2 separate regions of the Sus scrofa genome follow, and region 1 is linked to region 2. The links are chromatin contacts, called in public Hi-C maps. All regions are on one chromosome and are shown on one strand. Each heading gives the region's core, a stretch centred on a gene start, on an enhancer-like site or on the middle of the called end of the contact. The rest is flanking DNA. Distances are from core to core; before and after follow the strand shown. Region 1 holds the start of PER1 (period circadian protein homolog 1). Region 2 holds the start of ALOXE3 (hydroperoxide isomerase ALOXE3).

Evidence for each region. Hi-C and Micro-C count contacts between places; a contact is called where the count stands out from the background.
Region 1: a contact with region 2 is called in a Hi-C map of embryonic fibroblasts, with 3 times the contacts expected there. The contact joins the promoter of PER1 here to the promoter of ALOXE3 in region 2. A contact is called at or near these places in 10 of 47 Hi-C or Micro-C datasets (adipocytes, alveolar macrophages, embryonic fibroblasts and 6 more) and 2 of 2 datasets of contacts at active chromatin or transcription factors (alveolar macrophages and skeletal muscle).

What each region holds. Positions count from the first base shown.
Region 1 is chr12:53,375,426-53,378,576 of Sscrofa11.1, forward strand. PER1 (period circadian protein homolog 1) reads right to left here and starts at 1,298. Exons shown (of 24, transcript XM_005657042.3): 1 at 1,148-1,298; 2 at 782-918. VAMP2 (vesicle-associated membrane protein 2) reads right to left here. Exons shown (of 5, transcript XM_003358281.5): 5 at 2,982-3,151.
Region 2 is chr12:53,329,643-53,333,273 of Sscrofa11.1, forward strand. It overlaps ALOXE3 (hydroperoxide isomerase ALOXE3), which reads right to left and starts at 2,138. Exons shown (of 16, transcript XM_021067857.1): 1 at 1,536-2,138; 2 at 734-938. The coding sequence starts at 1,682. TRNAK-UUU (a tRNA gene) reads left to right here and starts at 2,813; the gene lies at 2,813-2,885. TRNAQ-CUG (a tRNA gene) reads left to right here and starts at 3,493; the gene lies at 3,493-3,564.

The DNA.
Region 1 (3,151 bases), core at 48-2,547, 45 kb after region 2:
ACAGTCAGTCTGCACTCTCTACACACTTCAAATCGCATTGTCCCAGTTTTCATATTCTCACAAAGTCCTTGAGATCACCCTGGCAGCCACTAGCCCCAGTGATCTGCTAGGAACCCCACTTCCTGACTCCTCCACCTCATCACAGGTCACTTTACCACAGGCCTGGTTACTTGTACAGACAGATACCAGAGCACCCAGTTCCTGCCTCCTCCCCTCCAAGGACTCAGGAAGACACACGTGCATCCAATCTGCACAAATCCATCCTCCCTCTTGAGATCCAATAGTTCCTACCCCACGCTCACTCCCAAGGATGGCTCCGAGGCCCAACCCCTTCTTTTTACACATGAGAGAGACATCCAGAGCCACAGCCAAGATGTGACTGGCTCAGGGTCACATAAATCATCACACCACCCTTTTTCAAGTCACCTTGTCAATCCCTTGGTACCCACCCACCTGCCCTACCAGGGCCTCTCTCTAGCTTCACAACTCCTGCTTTTTTTTTTTTTTTCCTTTTTACTGCTGGCCGCAAATGAGGCATGAGTTCCCCGGCCAGAGGTTCAATCGGAGCTGCAGCTGGAGCAACCGGCACAGCCACGGGCAACAAGGAATCCGAGCTGCATCTGCGACCTACGCTGCAGCTGATGATCCTTAACCCACTGAGTGAGGCCAAGGGATAGAACCTGCATCCTCACAGAAACGGCGTCCTTAACCGAAGAAGCAACAACGACGAGAACTTCTCCCTCCACCGCCCTGGCCTCTTTCAAGTGCTTAAGGCACCTACCCGAGCAACAGTCACGCACTGGAACGTCCCCCACTGGTTCTAAAGGGTCCGGTACCTCCTGGGAGCAGAGGTCTCAGCTCCCTCAGGCTGCCGAACGCTTCCGAACCCCTCCCCGCGGCAGTCAGGGATCCAGGCACCTTGGAATAGCGAGGGATCTTAAATCAGTGATTCCTGCTCCCTTCTCTCTAGAACTGAGTTCGCGGCCCCTATTCCCTGCAACCACTAGAGCTCCCACCGCGGCGATCACATATCCACACATTCTCCTTCACGGTACTGCATTAACATTCCTCCTTACGCCACGCGGGAAAAACCTATACCAATCGCCGCCGCTCCCCGCTCCCCACCCCACCACGCCGGAGCACTCACCGCTCGGCTCTCACGCGCGGTACAGTTTCTTCCCAACTAGGATCTCGGAGACTTGGACTCGCTCCTTCAGCCTCGCCCGCCGACCAGGACGCCACGCCCCTCAAGCTTATTGGCCTAAGGGCGCCGACCCATGCCCCGCGCCGCGTGCGGGGCCCCCCCCGCCTCCGCCCAGCTACCATTGGCACCGCCCGCCGCCGTCACCTTCTCATTGGTCAGTTTGCCTACCAAGCGACAGATCCACGTGCGGGAGGGGCCGCCCTAGCGCGTTGATTGGAGGTCTGAGGAAAGACACGCCCCCACTCACATCCGAAATTCTTATTGGCTGTGACTCCACCCCCGGCCTGCCTAGATTGGTGACGCAAACGTCAGTCCAGCCCTCCCAATTTTCTCATAGGCTGAGACATTCCGGAGCTGTAGAGGACACGTGCAGGCGGTCTCACGCGGCAAGTTGTTTACCTAGAAGCTGGGGATTTTCCTTGACGACACTCTTACCCTAGACTGCCGAGTCTGCGCAGGCGCAGATGTGAGCGCCCGTAACTTTGTGGGGGGCGCTTTGAGAGCCGTCCCGTGCGTGACAAGAGCGCCCCCGCGCTGGGACTCTGGACCTGAAACTCCCAGTAGCTGGAAGGTGTGAGCATTAGGTGAAGCGGTCTTCAGGTCTCCGTACCGCGTGACGATGATGACAAAAAGATGATAGCCACCTCCCAGATTATTTTCTGTGGCCAGGCCACGCGCTTCTTATAAAGCCGGAAGAGGCGGCGGCTCACTTCCCACCGCCTCACTAATGATACTGAGATTCAGAGAGGTTACATAATCTGTCCGGAAGAACAAGCTAGTCTCTAATGGGATCATGATTTGAACCCAGATCTCCCACATAAAGAAGGCGGGTCCAAGAGCCTGCGGGAATCCTAAGCCTGTAAAGAACTCAGTAGATGAAGGGTAAAAAGGCTCTTAGTACCTGTCCTGAAAATAGTAAGCCCTCAACAAATGGTGAACATTATGATAATGACTGTATACCTAATTATAAGAATCACTTGGTCCCTTACAACTGCTGACTCAATCTCCGGGGAAGGGGCCTGAAAATCTATTTTAAAAAGCATTCCTGGTAGTTCTCATGAGCCGACAAGTTTAGGAAACATTATCGAGATTTCCTATGCGGAACCCTCATGTTGCCGCCCAGAAAAATGGGCCCTCCGGAGCTCACCTAGCACTCCCACCTACTGTTGAAGTGCCCGGGGTCAGAGATGCAAGGGTACCACATCGGCTGCATTTGTTGCTGGAGATTAAGAGTTCAGTGTGGGGGTCCAGAGTCACCAGTCTGACTGCACACAGGGCAGGGGTGGCAAGCCCTGCAGCCGACTCCACACCACACTCACCTCTGTCTCCCTGAGCCGTTTTGTTCAATTAGTATTTATTAACCCTTCTGGATGTTAGCACTGTTCTAGGCACAAAGGGGAAGAGATGTTTCCCAGTTGTCCACCTATTTCAGGTCTAGGAGTAAATGACCACAGGAGCAACTGCGTAACACCTGAGAGTTAAGTCAAGGAGTAGAAAGGGATCCAAGAAACAGCAAAATGCCCTCAGAAAAGGAATGGGGGGAAAGCTGAGAAGCCCAGACCGCAGGGTTCACCAGGCTGAGGCCCTGGGCTCATGAACACATTATCGATTCCTGGTGCCCCCTTGTGGCCACTTTTGGGATCACACTTTGCCCTGCCCAAGGTCAGGTTCCTTGGCAAAGCTCAGTCTCTTCCAGATGTATCTTCTCAACCTTCTTGTTTTACCTGCAGATCCAACACCCTTCCCACTGGTTAGGAAAAGATCTTAAACCACCACCTGGTTACTCATTACACATTTATTGTACATTTTCACAATCTGGATGCGCCACAGAATTGGGGGCATGGGGTGAGGGAAGGCGGGGCAGGGGACACTGGGATAATAAGGGGGTCTAGAACACAGCACCCCCACCCCCAGCATCTTTCCCTACCCTTTCACAACACAGCTTTG
Region 2 (3,631 bases), core at 888-3,387:
GATGCACGACTGTAGTTCGTGACGTGATGGCTGGATGGGCTGTGATGATAGATGGGAGTCTGGAGTGAAGTCTATGAAGAACTCACACTGTTAGCCAGGGGGATGTTCACTCGCCTCACCTTGACCCAGACCATCATCTCTCATCCCAAAGACTCTTCGCCACGCTCTGACTTACCCTAGTTGGGCCTCCCCAGTTAAGACCGCTCAGGGGATATGGGGGTCCAGAGGCCGAAGGAGCTCAAGCCCAGCATCCTTGACAGGCCCCCCAGATTCAAGAAGAAATCTAAACAGCACCTCCCGAGGACTTTATCCACAGCAAAAAAAAGCCACTAGTAGCGGCCAGGGCCTCTCTGCTCAATTCTCTAAACAGTCAGCCTTTCTCCCCCTGTTGAAATTCAGTAACTCAGCTTGCAGCTCTGAGGGCCACTGCCTCTGGGGACAGCAGAGGGCCTCAGGGTGAGCAGACTTACGTCTGCGTGTGCAGGTTTGTGTGTCTCTGATTGCTGTGAGCATGTGTGGGCACATGTGCCTAGTCTCTGTGTCTCTGGCATGATAAATACTGCATTTCAGGGTGTTCGAGGCTTGCCTTTTCAGAAAGCATCTACTTGGGAACCCTGAGTTCCAGATCGCCTAGCTCCCACCCTGTTCCCTATGCCCTGGGCTCTGTGAGAGCCTGCACTGGATGGCAGCAGAGGCTGTCCGCAGCCCGGGCCAGCCCCCGCCTCTGGCCCACCTGTTCCTGTTCGAAGCTCTGTGGTGCAGTAGCCCTCGATCCACTGATAGCAGGGGAAGTGGGAAAGGGTGCCGTCTGGGGCAGTGACGCAGATGCGGCTGCAGTACCAGGAGTCCTTGGGGAAGAAAGCGTAGCGCTCCTTGTGGAGCCGCAGCAGCAAGAGTTCACCCAGCTCCTGAGAGCAGCGCACCTTGTACTTCTGCACCTGCAGGCCAAGGGAGCAAGCAGGTGAGAGGCAAGGACCTGCCAGGGTGATCCTTGCCCCCTTGAAAAGCGCATCTGCCCCTACACCTGTCTGACGTATAAGCCTCAGCCACCGATAACCCCTGTGGAGCCTTTGTATGAATTAGAAAGCGCGCCCTTCATCCAGGCAGAAGCGGCCACATGGCTGCCCCACCCCCACCCCCCAGCCCCATGGGAACAGAGGGGGACTCTGCCAGCCCTGCCTCCTTGGAGCCCCCACCTTGATCAGAACACCGGTAAACAGTCCTGGGGCCTGGCAGAGGCAGGTGGACCCCCTCCAGAGAAGAGGAAACCCAGGCTGAGAGAGCAAGCCCACCTTCAATTATTGGAGGAGGAACTAGGAAGCCAGTGGAATTCTCCAGAGCCCCTGCCCAGGGCTCCTGCGTCACAGCCCTGCCTGGGTAGGATTTAGGGTCCGCAGGAAAGACAGGGACCAGAATAGGGGTGGTGACGAGGTCTGTGAGATTTGAGGAGTCCTAGAGGGAAGACCCTCCCTCCTTCAGAGTCCCCTGCCAGCCCTGCCTCTGCAGCCCCTCCTCCCTCTCCCCTCTGTACTCACCGATCCAGCGGCGAAGTCCCTGCCCATGCGATCCAGCCGCTGCCTGGGGCTCTCACCGCATGTGCCCACCAGTGTGACGGAAATATTGTCCAGGGTGCCTGCCTTCAGGTAGGAACCAGTGGTCACACACACGCGGTACACAGCCATGATGGGAGAGAAGGAGGGGCGTCCCCCTGGCAGCCAGCCTGGAGGAGGTGAGCCACAGACCAGGCAGGGCTGGGCGGCTGGGCTGCTGAGCTGCTGTGTGAGGGCCTGGGGTGGGGATGCAGGACAGGATAGACCGTCGAGGAAAACCCAGCTCTCTCTGGGATGCTCTTGAGCTGGCTTTCTCTCTCCGGAAGCTCCAAGCTGCTATCCTTGCTCCCTCTCCCCGCCCAGTCTTGTGCCCTAATAGTTGTTTGCCTCTGGCACAGCCTGTTCCTCTGACTGGCAGGGCCGAGTTCATCGGTTGGTTGGATATCAGCTCCTATTGAGAAGGGAGGGACCAGATGCCGAGATGGAGACAAGGATTAGGTGATACCTTTATGATTGAGACACCACCCTCCTCCTGGTCAGGGGCGAACTGATTCCCTGCGGCCTTTGGCCACTCACTCCCAACTTCCCCAAGACCCTCTCCTGTCTCTCGGCCAGAGCTGGGCACAGGGCACTCACGTTCCTACTTGTGCATCATTCATGTGACTCACTATATGCAAGTGAGCCATAAACTACACGTAACTACAGCCATATGCACGTTCGTCGCACGCACATCCCTGCACACTGCATAGGGGTCAGAAATAACTGTCCTGTCACCTGCTAAATTCCTACCACCCCCAAGACCCTCTGTGTCTTCCGTCGCCAGATTGCAGTCTCTCCCTTGGAATAGGGCGGGTCAGAGAACCATGCAGCGTCCGAGGTCCCCGTGTGGCATTCTTTCCGCTCTGGGCCCGCCCTTGGCCTTGGGACAGTAGGCGGGTGCCCGGGAGCCTGGGGTACCTGGGATCTAGGTCATCTTAACTGGGGTGAAACTCTTCCTCGAGGGAAGCCCGTGGCCCGCAGCGGCCCCGCGCGGCCGGTACCAATACCGCACCTGACCAGCCTTAACGGCGCTCCAGCCCAGGGTCCTAAACTGTACCGAGGGAGTCTGATAAAGCGCAGTCACCGGCCACTGGCTTCGACGGCTTCTTCCAGGTGCGTTCTGGAACCTCCTGCGCGAAAGCAAGCAGTACGTCTCTGCTTCCTTAAGACGTCATAGTCATGCGGGGAAACTCTTATAACTGGTAGAAGAACTATAGGCGAGAGCCCGGATAGCTCAGTCGGTAGAGCATCAGACTTTTAATCTGAGGGTCCAGGGTTCAAGTCCCTGTTCGGGCGTAACTGTTTTTCTGTTTCTTCCGTTTTTCTTCCTCGCTGGTAGTTGATGTCATCTTTAGATTTATTTTGAATACAGCAAATATTTGTATTCCTTTGAACAGAATGAAAGAGTAAAGCAAATTTATAACTTGGATTTAAAAGGAAGTAGTATTAACTGCGTCAGGGCTTTATTCAAAAGGTGGAACGAATGACAGTGGGGAGAAAGTAGAGATGTTTTCAAGCAGGACATATGCAAGCCATACAGGCGAATGTTCTAGTAGCCACATTAAAAAGAGTACTAAGAAATAGGTTAATTTAATATTTTTGAAATTAATTTGAATAACATTTTATTTAACCCAGTATATCCTAAATCTTATGTTATCATGTAATCAGTATTTTTAAGTTATTAATGAAATTTTAGCCATTGTTTTTATACTGTCATCAGGTTACAGTGTGTATTTTATACTTATAGCACATTCAAATACATATTTCAGGTACTGGATAGCAGTAGCCACGCTATCCAATAACTGCTTTTGTTTTACCCTCTGTGAATGGCGAAGTAGGTAATCGTGCAGAATAGGAAATTCAGTTTTATATATATAGAGTCTTAGAAAGACGTTTTGAAAGGGGTTCCATGGTGTAATGGTTAGCACTCTGGACTCTGAATCCAGCGATCCGAGTTCAAATCTCGGTGGAACCTTAGGTTTTTTTTTTTCGGTCTTAATTTACTATCTATATATTCTATCATATTATTCATTAGTTACATA